Regions from separate parts of the Zea mays genome. Here regions 2 and 3 are each linked to region 1. A link is a contact called in public Hi-C data. All regions are on one chromosome and are shown on one strand. Each heading gives the region's core, a stretch centred on a gene start, on an enhancer-like site or on the middle of the called end of the contact. The rest is flanking DNA. Distances are from core to core; before and after follow the strand shown.

Region 1 (4,375 bases), core at 100-2,599:
TTTAGTTTTGCTAAACCGGTTATTTAAAGTAGTCAAATGGATAGAGGACCGTTTAGAGAAACTCTTATAGATCAAGCATGCATACATAAGAGGGCTTCTGGGTGGTAATGACCGGTTGATCGTAGATACTACTCGTTCCATCCTAAATAAGTTTGGACATAACCTATGTCCAATAAATATATAGCAAATTAAGACTACGTATCTAATAGATCAAGCATGCATACATAAATTTAGAATAGATTGGAGGGAGTAATAATTGGCTGTTTCGATATAAGGCAGTGTTTGGTTGAAGAGCCAAGTAGAACGGAGCCGTTCTGTCCCAGTTTTATTGTTGTTTGGTTACAAAGTAAATAGAACGGAATGGCTCCAATTAGGGAATATTCTCCTCAGATCCGGAATCATTCCGCTCCAAAAAATCAACCGGATGGAGCCGCTCCGTTCCTATCCCGCTCTCACAGTCACGCTCTGTTCCGTTCACTCTACAACCAAACAAAAAACAGATTCGTTCTGTTCCAGATTACCAAACACAGAACAGAGCGGCTCCGTTCCTAGAATTATGGATGGAATGACGTTCTACTTGGCTCCTCAACCAAACACTACCTAAACGAGCCGGGTCTAGCTATTTAATTTGTTTGCTGGATATTTGAACTAGTTAGATACATACATGCATGCATCCCACCAGTGACCAAAAACAACAGTATCGTCCCACCTAGTGCTGAATGAATCTGCGTGCGTACCAGATAGCTTGTGTGCTATCTACATCTTCTTCTTCTTCTTTTTCTCCTTTCGTGTCTGCACGATCGATGCATGCATGGCAGACAGCTGGTTGGTGGAGATACATGTGTGTTGATGAGTCATGCTTATTAGCCTGGCGAAGCAATACTAGAGCAAAAGACATAAACCGACGATGTGCTTTAGTTAACGTAATGCTTAGTAGCGTGTGGCGAGAGAAGGAAACGACGCACAAACTAAAGGCACTTTCTACACAAAATACGACGTGGCGAGATAACGCGGCGCGTCCTCGCCAGCAAAGCCTAGATAGATAGATAGATAGATAGATAGATAGATAGATAGATAGATAGATAGATAGATAGATAGATAGATAGATAGATAGACGCTGCAGCTGCAAAAAAAAAAGTCACTTTGAGAAATAAACCGACCGAGCAAGTCACGTGGCAAGGAAGCCTCCGTGCATATTTTGTAGGTTTGTGTCACCCAACGGGGGCAGTACTGTGGCGTGTGCAAACCTATCTGAAGCAAAAAAAAAAAAGTCACCCCATGGTACAAAACAAACATGGTACCGCAAAATCGTTGTTATCTTTTTCGTCCTCTTAAAACTAGCTTAGTAAGGCGAATATTTGGCCTGGCATCCCTGTGCTTGCATCCAAACGTACCCTTGATGCCTGGCACTCTCTGGCAGGCAAGTGCGCATGCCTACGAGCGCACAAAGAGCCCTAGAAAACTGAAGTCTTGCGGAGTAGTACATCGCAGTAATACATTCGGCTTGTTCGCTGCGGCTTGCTGCGGCTGCAATCCGGCTGCGGCTGCGGCTTCTACAGTATTTTTCTCTCTATGGATTGCAGCTGCAGCAATCCAAACAGCTGCAACAGTGTCGGCTTGTAGCCAGCCGAACACGCCCATTGACTCACAGAATCCGCAGGCCCTCCGTGCAGTAATTTCTTACAGCTACCTATACGTACACGGCGGTGCAGGGTGCTCCCAGAAGAATACAGTGTGCTACGGCACTCTACTTCCCAAGAGAGAGTGAGAGGGCGGCAAGGGAGGGACGTGGAGAGAGAGGAAGAGATGCCGAACGAAATCATTTCATTTTCCGTGCGGATCTTGCGGGCCTCCGTGGCTGGCGGCGCCTACCACCAGACACCCGCTAGGCCGCTACATAAGGCGAGCCCCCCATCCCCACTTGCTGCCCCCTCAATCCCTCATAGTCAGTCATAGAGCGAGAGGAAGAGGCGCGCGTGGGTGCAGTGCAGACGTGCGGGGCAGAGCACAACAGCAGCGGATCCGGGGAGGGAGGGAAGCCATGGGCGAGGTGAGTTCGGCCGTTGTTCCCGTCTGGGGCGGGAGCCGAGGACGGACGGCGCTTCCCATCTCCTCCCGCCGGGCGTCCGGTCGGGTCGGCCGTCTCGTCTCATCCTGACGCTAGCTTCGTACTGCCGTTGCCTGCTTGCAGGAGGCGGCCAAGAAGGAGGAGGTGGAGAAGCCCAAGGAGGCCGCGGCGGCAGAGGAGAAGAAGAAGGACGACAAGCCCAAGGAAGTAGGCGGCGGCGGCGGCGGCGAGAAGCCCAAGGACGGGGAGGAGGAGGAGAAGAAGAAGGAGGACGCGCCCCCGCCTCCGCCACCGGAGGAGGTCGAGATGCGGGTCTACATGCACTGCGAGGGGTGCGCCCGCAAGGTCAAGAAGATCCTCAGGCGCTTCGACGGTAATGCTGATGCTGTCCTGTCCTCTGCTGCCCCTACCCCTCTGCTGTCCTACTACTATCTCTACGTGTCCATCGGTTTTCTTCTTTGTTGTTGTAGTATTAAACACGCGTGATTGCACGATGTGATTGAGATTTCAGAATATTCTGTCTCTCTCTCACTCTCACTCTCACTCTTTTTAAAAAAAAAATCAATCCAGATTAGGGACACTTGCTTCAAAGGTTATATTCTTGGAAGAATTAGTGTGATTCATGGCAGCTTCTCAGAGCGCCCAAGAGAATGGCACGCATCTGAACTGAAATGGAAACTGTGCTGTGCTGTGCTGTCACCACCACTGCAGGAGTGGAGGATGTGATCGCCGACTCCAAGGCGCACAAGGTGCTGGTGAAGGGGAAGAAGGCGGCCGCCGACCCCATGAAGGTGGTGGAGCGCGTGCAGAAGAAGACCGGCCGCAAGGTCGAGCTGCTGTCGCCGATGCCGCCCCCGCCGGAGGTGGAGGAGAAGAAGGAAGATGAGGCGGAGAAGAAGAAGGACGATGAGAAGAAGGCAGAGCCCGAGCCGCCGAAGCCGGAGGAGAAGAAGGAGGTGAGATCGAAAATCACAGCCTGGTGGTCTGCATTTGGCCCCCCGAAACTGCATCGGTTCCATGCTCCATGGAACAGAGGCTGATGTGAGGATTTTTCGTTTTTTTTTCTCTTTTTTCTTGTTGAAGCCGCCGGTGATCGCTGTGGTGCTGAAGGTGCACATGCACTGCGAGGCGTGCGCCGAGGGGATCAAGAAGAGGATCCTCAAGATGAAAGGTGGGTGCTCTGCTCTCCAACATAACTCCTCCACCCACCTGCTTGACCAAGAATTAACTAGTAGTCCCTGCTCTGAACCACAAATGTACGTATGTATGTATGGGTATGGCTGTGCATGCAGGCGTGCAGTCCGTAGAACCGGACCTCAAGGCGTCGGAGGTGACGGTGAAGGGCGTGTTCGAGGAGTCCAAGCTGGCGGAGTACGTGTACAAGCGCACGGGCAAGCACGCGGCCGTCGTCAAGTCCGAGCCGGCCCCGGCGCCGGAGGGCGGCGGCGGCGACAAGGCGGCCAAGGAGGAGGAGGAGAATAAGAAGGATGCAGGCGGTGCCGGAGGCGAGGAGAAGAAGGACGGCAAGGAGGAGGAAGAGAAGAAGGATGGCGGCGAGAAGAACGAGGAGAAGAAGGACGGCGGCGACGGAGACGGCGACAAGAAGGACGAGGCCGGCGACAAGGACAAGGACCCGGCCGCCAGCCTGTACATGCACTACCCGCGGTTCCCGTTCGCTGGAGGGTACTACCAGCCGCCGGCCTACCCGCCACCTCCGGGGTACCCGTACGCCTACCAGCCGGCCTACCCGCCGCCGTTCTACGCGCCGCCGCACCACCTGCACCAGCAGCAGCCCATGGCGCCGCAGATCTTCAGCGACGAGAACCCCAACGCCTGCTCCGTCATGTAGTTGTCACTCAAATGTCATGTAAAAAAAAAGAACCGTAGGACCCTGTGTTTGCGCGGGGTCCTGCCCCTGCCAGAGCGAGGGACCCTGTCTTTGCCAGAAATGCCCCTGGGCAACCAAGCTAATGGCGACTTTGTTTGAACAAAAAGTAGCAGACTTTTTTGCGGGGTTCGATTTCTCTCTCTCTCTCTTTTTCTTTTGTAATTGTAACCCTTTTTTCACCTTTCTGGACTGGTATAAAAGTAAGCCTGGACTCGTCAGTTTATGGGTGCATATGGAGGAGTATCTTTGTGTAGAATATTCTGGCTGGTACTGACTACTGCGCTTCGGACTTGTATAAAAAAAGAACTATTATTAGTTTGTTTGTTTGGATTTAATCCTTACTAGTTTCTATTAATTTTACGGTGTTTTGTCTTCTAAACTTTCTATAGATTAGAGGAATATTTAGTTTGTAGTTGACT
Region 2 (4,391 bases), core at 880-3,379, 300 kb after region 1:
GCAGACACGCAGGGGAGCCAGCCACTAGCCAGGGACGCCAGCCAGGGACGCTGCGTCGCTGGCTCGCTGCCACGCTGTTCGCTGCTTCGCTGGACGGCCGGGGCAACCAGTCTTGCTCGACGACGGCAGGGACCAGGGCAACCGGTCTTGCGATGGACGGCCGGGGCAACCAAAGTACCAGACGACGGGGCGGATCTAGCGTTGTCCGCCTGTCCCACGAGTACCAGACACCGGGGCGGAGTGGCTGGTGGCGGTGGCCAGTGGCCGGTGGGCGGTGGCGGCTTGACTGGCTGAGAGACAGAGAGAGCAGAGAGATGAGACGTGAGGTGAGAGACGCCGGACGCGTGGGCGGCTGGGGGCCTGGCCGGCGGCCGCCTGGGGCTGCGATGCGTCCTTACTCCTGCGTGGCTGCGTGTGTGTGACTAGGGTAGTAGGGTTTCTGGACATTGGGCCGCCGGTTTCTTGTGGGCCAAAAGTGAAAACTCAAATTATTTCGGATATCCGCCAAGACCCGCGGGCACAAGATAAAACCCGTACCCGACCCGATTTAATCACGGGTCGGGTATGGGTGAGACCCGCGGGTTAAATTTCTTACCCGAACCCGAATCCGACGGGTCGGATATCCGTGGATATCCGAACCCGCGGGTAAAATTGCCATCCCTAATTGAAAGCTTAGAAACTGGAATGGTACAATTTTATAAGTTTAGGGGTCTGAACATGCACTTTGACCACAGTTTAGGACTAATGATATGTTTAGAAACCGGTAGTGTAATTTGGACTCTGCTGGGAACAGCCTTAAGAGGCCAGCTGGGCCCTGTAACTTGTCGGCCCGTGAACTCGTCTGCGGTTGCTCTGCAGCGTTTGTGTTGGTGAAAAAACGTGGAGCGCAGTACTCGGCAGCAGACACTCTATGGCTTTATCGTCATCATCACCAGTGGTTGCCCCGTGCAGGTTCCTGTGCCCCCGCGCCACTACCGCCTCTCGCGACATCCTCTCCTTCGCGACCACAGCAACAAGGAGGCGGCTGCTCCTCTCCACCGCCACCACCACCATTGCCGCCGCCATGGCCGCTTCTTCCTCCTGCAAGGTCATCGACTCCCACCTGCACGTCTGGGCCACGCCACAGCAGGTGCGTAAGCAGGCAACGCGCGCGAGCCCAGTTTCCGCGTCCTGGGCTCCTGGCGGCCCGCGGGGGAGTTCAGTAATCCTTCTGGGGTTGTTTTTTTTTTTTTTACCGGTGACTCCAACCCTATCCGTGCAGGCCAAGGAGGAGTACCCGTACTTCCCAGGCCAGGAACCCACGCTGCGTGGCGACGCCGACTTCTTACTCGAGGTCAGTCAGAGAACTTCAGAAATGCCGCATTCATGTGCACTTGAGGTTGCCCTGGAGCCCATTCGTTTCAGAGTTTCTGACCATCGGCGGCCGAATGAGTTGTGCCCGTGCTCTTGATAGATGGATTGGTGGGCGCATTTTTCGTACGTCTGATGTGAAATCGCACACACTGCAGCGGTCAACCTACTCTACCCCAAACCTGAAATCCTTCCACTAACTACATGTTACGATTCAACCAGGTAGTAGTAGCAGAGTTCGTAGTAGCGGAGTACAGCAGGGAGGGAATTGGGAAGAACGGAGTAGGAGACGTGAGGAACAAGAAGAAGAGGAATATTCTGCTTACTACATCTCATGCCATCTCTCCTCCCCCCATTTCTAGCTTATATACTCCAGGTCTTCACGCCCGCCAATCCGACCCGTGGAAGCGGGGATGGATTTTCCTCTGGCGACGGCGAGTTCAGGATAAGTGTTACGCTTATATAAGCCGAAATAGCTTATATACTCCTTGCATAAGTGTTTTCCGTTAACTAAACCCTTGAGCATTAAGCTGCACAGACACAGTTCAGGACAGACCTTCTTAGCCTCAGTGTCCCACCTAAATTGTTTACAAACATAGGCACCGACTTAAACAACTCTACCCCAGCACCAGAGTAATTAAAATCCGAAAATGCTCTGAATTACACCAGGTCTCTTATCTCCACGGCAAGAATGGCCGACAGAGTCATGGCACGTTCTCCGTGAGGCTGGTCCCTTTTCACATCTAACCTACTCCTGTTTCAAGTCAAACGATAGGGAAATCAGAGGGTCGGAGACCAAGAAGAGACCAATCTATACTCCTGGACTTCTCTTGTTGCTAAATCCATTCTCCTGGACGTTGCAAAAAGAGAAAAAAAGAAAGAATATCACGTTCCTCCTTTCACGAGGGAAGGGAGTATTAGCGAGGTCCGTCCATGTCAGCGGCATACTGGGCCAGAATACATGCAGCAACCACGACCCCCTTCGTGGGCTTTCTTCCCCCGCAGAAAAGGCCCAACCCAGACTGACGAGCAGTTTCGCAGCGATCAGTTGGCCAAAAGTATATACGAAACAAACGAAGAGACGCCTGTCCAACCCGCCGACTCCGATGCAACGCGAACCTGTCCAACCCGCCGACCCTCGGACGCCTCACGCACAAGCCCACACCCACCACCGGCAAACGGCAAAACGCGCGCGCGCGGCACATCACATATGCAGAGCAGAATGCAGATGCACCACGTTGTAGCAGACCGCCGGCGGCATTACGTGGAAGCGGTCCCACGAGGCCTTCTCGTGGTGCTGCCCGCGACAGCGACAGCGGCAGCAGCGACCATGGCGAATGGCCACGGCCACGGCCGGCGCAGGGCGCTCGTGGCCACCCTTGGCGGCCCCCGGAGGCGTGGCAGCGCATGCGGTTGCGAGACTCGCTTCTGCGTTCCTCTGCTACTGGCTTTGCGCCATTGTGGGCGTGTTTGTATCACATGCCAATACTGCTCTGTGAGGCCAGAACAGAGCGAACGGTGTAAGACGACCTCATCATGTGAATAGTGGATCCGACATGTGTGGTGTACTGTGGCATTCTGCAATGTATGAGACTCGACTTGATTCACGAAAAAGTAATGTCATACGGCTGTGTTGATTCCTCACCGCCCCACCCCCACCATAAAACGGTCATAAGTCCAAATATCATCTCGGCTCAGCGCTCAGCTCCGCAGTCATCGGCTCCTGAACTGATCTGAAGAAGACATGTTCACTTCATGTTCTGACGACGCATTGATGCTGACATTCCCCCATGACAAGAAGCTGCTTGTCCCAAGCAGGAGCCTGCGGAAACGACTGTCAAAGGGCAATGAGATCTTCCCAAGTGGCTAAGGACGGAGGCGGGAGGCATACCTGACCACTGCACGAGGACCTGAGATACACCCTCTGGACCCCCACGGCACTGCAAGATGCGTTCAGGAATTTGCAGTCCATCCATATGATTAGGTAGCTGAGCAACAGAAACTAACGGCGGCACAACCTTCTTCAGCTGCGAAACATGGAAAACTGGATGTAGGCAGCTCTAATTTATAAGCCATGCATATTCCGCTTCATGGTCGGAATGGAGTGGGCGTGCAACTGCTTCCAGGGCGCAGGCTCATACCGCCGCTGCTGCTATTTTGTTGGATTCTGGTCAATTCAACAACCCAAGGACTTTGTAACACCTACAGTAACCCAATAACATATGCAGCTTGTATTGGTCTATAGAGTAGGGGGACTAATATGTGATTTTGGGAGAGAAGGCATAAAAGAAGCCCTACGCAGAAGAGGCATCGGGGAGAAATCAGAAAACAGACTCGTTCACGTTGTCTTCATCACCAAGGCACGTTCCAGGTGAGTTTCTCCATTTCCTCACGTCTCGGTCATCACCACCGGGGTGTGACAGATGGTATCGCAGCCGATTACATTGTGCAGCTCAATCTGCGAGGCAGGGCCGTATCTGAGGGGTCCCAAAAACAGAGGCCCCCCTAGCCATTGGACGCTAGCACTTTTTCCTGTTAAATCTATCTATCCTATACACAAATATGTAAAAAGCGATATGCTATCGACTAGTCTCGTTTAGATTGTTAAATTAATGTCTCAATTATTTATCGAATACTTCATCTGTTCTAAAATAGTATTTGTTTTATCTCTTAATTTTTATGTTTATATTCAACTAAATAATAATGAATCCAATAAAGAAGCAAAACGAATTCTATTTTGATATAAAGAGAGTAACATGGTGGTTGCATCGGTGGAGAAAGGTTTTTAAAATTGAAATATTTTTGTGAACTATTTAAGGTCAACAATAACTCAAGAGAAGTTAAATGTCTTGGCGATTCTATGTGACGAAAAGAAATTGTTGGATAAGATTGATCTCAATAATATAATCGATGACTTTGTATCACAAAATGTTAGAAGATATTTTTAATAATATCAGATAACAACTAAGTACTTTTGGCTATATTTTACATTTGTCATCTTATAAACTTTAAAACAACATAATAATTTTATACGTCAATTA
Region 3 (4,398 bases), core at 1,511-4,010, 400 kb after region 1:
TTATACTACCTATTAAGACGATAGTGTAACCATATCCCCGCCTCGACATCTATAGGAAAATCGTCTAAAATTATTGCGCTAGGGAGGGGGATCTAACTCGTGCGCTCTCGTAGAGGCAGCAGACGACACTGGCTGTGCTCTGCTAGCCACTTGAGCCCAAGCAAGTTTGTGTCTAATAGTCAATATGTGTTATAAATATGTGTAGATTGGGTTTTCAAAATAATAAAAAATAATCATGTCAGGCCGAGACAGAGGCCTAAGCATGGCACGCCTCTCGGGTCGGACTAGCACGGATCTCATTTTAATAGTGTCGGGCCGAGCCACGACACTATTAAATATCTCGTGTCTCAGACCGGCCCACTAGGCACGACTCATTTGACCATCTATACTGACGCCCCCCCCCCCTCTGCGCCATCGTCGGCCGCCAAGCCCCGCGCATCTCGCGCTCCTCGCCTCATTCGCGCCTGCGCCAAATGCCCACCATCCTCGCCTCCCTCCACTCCGCCCCTGCCTGCGCCTTCCCCCACGTGTTGCCCCTCCCTCCTTGCCCCCTACCCCACCATGACATACTCCCCTGGTCCCCTCCCTCACCTTCGCCATTTGCCTCCTCCTCGACGTCCGCGCCTCCGACAAGGATCTCGAGGGGCTTGTGGTCGACGTCGAGGAGCTCAAGACTCCATCCACGGCCACGATGGGATGTTTTATCCGTACGTGCGCTACTTCCACGAGGTGGACGAGGAGATGATGGTAGCCTGATCTAGGTCAATGTTGAGGGCGTCACGTGGGTCACGCATGCTAGAGACTCTCGAGTGTGACGCCATTGTCAACATCGGCTCCAATGCTACCACTGACGTGCCTTCCTATTGGCTATATTCTGTCTACGCACCACCAAAGCCACAATACTAATAAGAGTTTTCCTCGTATCTCTCTAGCTAAATCAATAAGGGCATGTTCATTTGAGCCGGAATTCGCCCCAGAATTGTTCCAGTTGATCAAACCCTTATATAAATTAGACAAATAATCTGGCTAGGAATGGTTACGGGTGATCATTCCTTAGGAACCAAACAGGCCCTAAAGGTATAGGTACATATACCGTAAAATTAGAAAAAGCTACAGACATTCCAACACGGCTACGTATTTTAAGGACATGAAACTTAGGTGCGCTCACAATATAGAACAACAATACGCAATTTCATTACTATGGATCTACTTTACAAGCAAATTAGAAGAATCCACATATCATACTTAGATAAAACTTCTTTGAGTTTGTCCTCTATGCATGTATGTCCCAAATTTGCAATAAAGATAGTAAAGCAAGGTGGTATATCGCTTGAAGACTTGTCTCATCCATCCTACCAAACATATGCCATACTATCAAGCTTTGTACATGTCAAGCAAGCTTTAAATAAGAAACATCAGCTAACTAATATTTTTAAATTTTAATATATATTATCATAACTTGTTCACTTTGTAGTATGTATGGGTGTTCATCTAGTTTCTACGATACTAAAATGTATGACACCGCTTAAAAAAAGTGGCCCATAGTTTCTCAGGAGGTTTTCTTTTCCTTTCTTTTTAAACGGCTTTACGTTGACACGTTGCAAAACCACTGTACTGAGAATATTAGTACGCTGGTTTTTCGGTGAGGTTTCTCCTTCAACGATTTGGATTCTCAACACGCTAAAACGATATAGTAGCACTAGTGGTCTGTGGTTTTCTTGTGCAGTTTCTTTTAAAATTAATGATTATTGATGATTATCTATACCAGTAGGATATATTAATGACAAAAATTATTGTACAATCAAGTTTCTCATATAAGAAGAGATTCAATCAAACTACCCAAAGTCATACAAAAATCTCATAAATTATAGATGTACTCTACTAATATATTAAATTTTAAGTTTTAATTCATTTTAAGAAAAAAATATCAAATATGCTCTAGATAGGATATTTTTTTATCTCTTAACTAGAGTGAATTAAGAACTTAGAGTGTGTTTGGTTGTGGGACAGCAGGGGCCAGAGGGCCACGTTCTCTGGGCTCCACTCTTGTCCCTCCAATTTTAAGTGACAATATTGAAATAGTCATGTCTCAACTTCTTACCCTAAACTAAACAAACTTAAAATATAAGTTTACCTTTTATATCTTTTAATATAGCATGAACTTAAAACTTAAACTATAATATATGAGTAGAGTAAATAATAAAGTATATGATTTTTAATAGTTTGATTCTATGGTAATTATATAGAAAACTTTTGATTATACCACATTGTTTTTCTTATATTAATATTTAAATTAAACCCAATAGCACTAGTAATTGCAGTCCACATGCAAACATTGCATTTGCAACGTGATACCCCTAAGATTGTACTCGCACTGTTCCAAAATAGTAGTCGTTTTAGTTCTGTATTTTTATGTCCATATTCATATAGATGATTATGAACCTAGATATATATAGAACACATACATTAATTATTGTATGAATATATTAAAAAGTAAAATGAATTTTAATTTGGGACGGGGAGTAGATACTTCACGTCTAAGCAATATAATAAGGTCATTTCCGCGTGCAAAGTAATAATTTGCACGATAAATTGCATTATTTATAGAGTAGAGTTTAAAATATGAAGTAAGATAGGAAATTTGACAGGTAGTCTGCTGAAGATAGTCTAAGTATATAACCAAAATAAAAAGGAAGACAAGTGAGAGAAGAGAGAGAATGGGAGGAGACCAAGGAATGACGACCGCTGACCCCACTGTCCAGCGTCACTGACTATTGGGAGACCAAGCCCTACTACAGCAGCCGCAACAACCGCGACCCCGACCTCGACCCGCCATGCAGCCGCAGCCGCAGGGCTTCCTCGTCGCTGCTGGAATGCCGCCGTCGCAGGGATCCGGGTGTCCCGTCTCGGCGGAGGTGGCGCGGACGCGCGCTGCGGAACAGATGGCATTTGAAGACGCGTGGAAGGCCCTAAACCCGGACTTCAGGACGCCCTTCGCCTCCGTCGAGGACGCCGTCAGCAGGTGCGTGCGCGCGTTCGATCCTCCTCTCTCTCCCAGCCGCTGTTGCCGTTACCTGTTACCACACGCGGTTTAGAGCCTTTTGGTTTTGGCCCTCGTGGTCTGGGATCTCTTGGATGTGTTCATCGAACTGTGTGCGTTGGGGGGTTTTGGGGATTATATCGTCTTCAGGATACTGTTTTGATTGTATATAGCTTGCGATTTTTTTTTCGTTATGGTTCGGTTGCGGCGAGTCGGATTTTTCTGGTAAAGATTTATATGATCCCTTTGCTTAGCACGGTTTGATTCGAAGGAAAAACAAGAGAATAGCAGCCTAGCTCCCGCGTACGAGATTTATCATGGTAGGAGAATCATCAAACGTGAGGTCGATTTTGTTGGATTTTTAATTTTCCTACGATAAACACGGAATCGAACTACCCTGATCAAGAATTGTTTGGATATCTCATTCATGCATGGTTTCTGACAGAATATCCTGTTCTTAAATGTAGGGACGGATGGATGAGCGTAATATCAATAGATCAAAAAAAACTTTACAATCATAATAAGACCCTATATGTGAATATCAGCTGGCCTTTATAGTTATTTTGTAACTAAAATTACAGGCATACATCTGAATTCAACTTTTTATTTGAATTGAGTAAAATTATTACTGTTCTTGTCAAGTTGTTCTAGTCTGACAGCTCATCTTTTTTTTCCGAGTTACTGTTTTGTACTGCTGTTGAATTGAGTAAAATTATTACTGTTTTGTACTATATGTCTATATCAGTTGCGACTGAATGTCAGCTGTCAGGTACTAATAAGTGCATTACCAGTACCGTGTGATTCTTCTCTTTCTTGGACTGAGGCTCCCTGCTTCTTCTTAGATGGAAAACACGTTGCACACCGTTCTCCGTTCTGTAAACTCATCCTATATACAAAGGGAATATTAATTGTAATTCCAAGGAGATTAGGATTAGCACTAGACCTGCTGATGGATTAACATTCATATCCAACAGAAAGGAGTCCACGTTGTGTCCAACTACGAAGGAATCCACGTCCTTTCAAGCCATCTTACAAATCGAGAAAACAAAATCCATCTTACGAGAAATTATATTCGAAAAGTTGAAATGACTTGTAATTTGGCTCTAAGCTGACAAACTAATAGTGTTCTTCGCATCATGAGCAGGCTGCTGCCCTACCACGTATTCGCAGAGTATGAAGAGAACGACGACGTAGACGAGCCCATCAGTGGCGGCACCAGCAGCATCTCCACCACAACAGACAAGTCAAGCGCCCAGAATTGGGAGGATGGCATGGGAACTCAGCTGGAAGGCTTTTTCGAGCACTTCGAGAAGCAGGTGCTGACCTTCAACGTCATGACTCAGCAACATGCGGCAGGA

The links. Hi-C and Micro-C count contacts between places; a contact is called where the count stands out from the background.
Region 2: a contact with region 1 is called in a Hi-C map of leaf, with 7 times the contacts expected there. The contact joins the promoter of LOC118473578 here to the promoter of LOC103641584 in region 1. A contact is called at or near these places in 3 of 25 Hi-C or Micro-C datasets (ear, leaf and tassel) and 1 of 3 datasets of contacts at active chromatin or transcription factors (leaf).
Region 3: a contact with region 1 is called in a Hi-C map of endosperm, with 2.3 times the contacts expected there. The contact joins the promoter of LOC100278266 here to the promoter of LOC103641584 in region 1. A contact is called at or near these places in 2 of 25 Hi-C or Micro-C datasets (ear and endosperm).

What each region holds. Positions count from the first base shown.
Region 1 is chr10:112,276,233-112,280,607 of Zm-B73-REFERENCE-NAM-5.0, forward strand. It overlaps LOC103641584 (farnesylated protein 3), which reads left to right and starts at 1,350. Exons shown (of 5, transcript XM_008664923.4): 1 at 1,350-2,050; 2 at 2,192-2,441; 3 at 2,780-3,024; 4 at 3,152-3,239; 5 at 3,361-4,189. The coding sequence starts at 2,042. The coding sequence ends at 3,917.
Region 2 is chr10:112,575,675-112,580,065 of Zm-B73-REFERENCE-NAM-5.0, forward strand. LOC118473578 reads left to right here and starts at 2,130. Exons shown (of 1, transcript XM_035963461.1): 1 at 2,130-2,994. The coding sequence starts at 2,312. The coding sequence ends at 2,896. It overlaps LOC100277718, which reads left to right and starts at 913. Exons shown (of 10, transcript NM_001151214.2): 1 at 913-1,129; 2 at 1,262-1,333. The coding sequence starts at 1,064.
Region 3 is chr10:112,671,060-112,675,457 of Zm-B73-REFERENCE-NAM-5.0, forward strand. It overlaps LOC100278266, which reads left to right and starts at 2,761. Exons shown (of 2, transcript NM_001374040.1): 1 at 2,761-3,022; 2 at 4,185-4,398. The coding sequence starts at 2,835.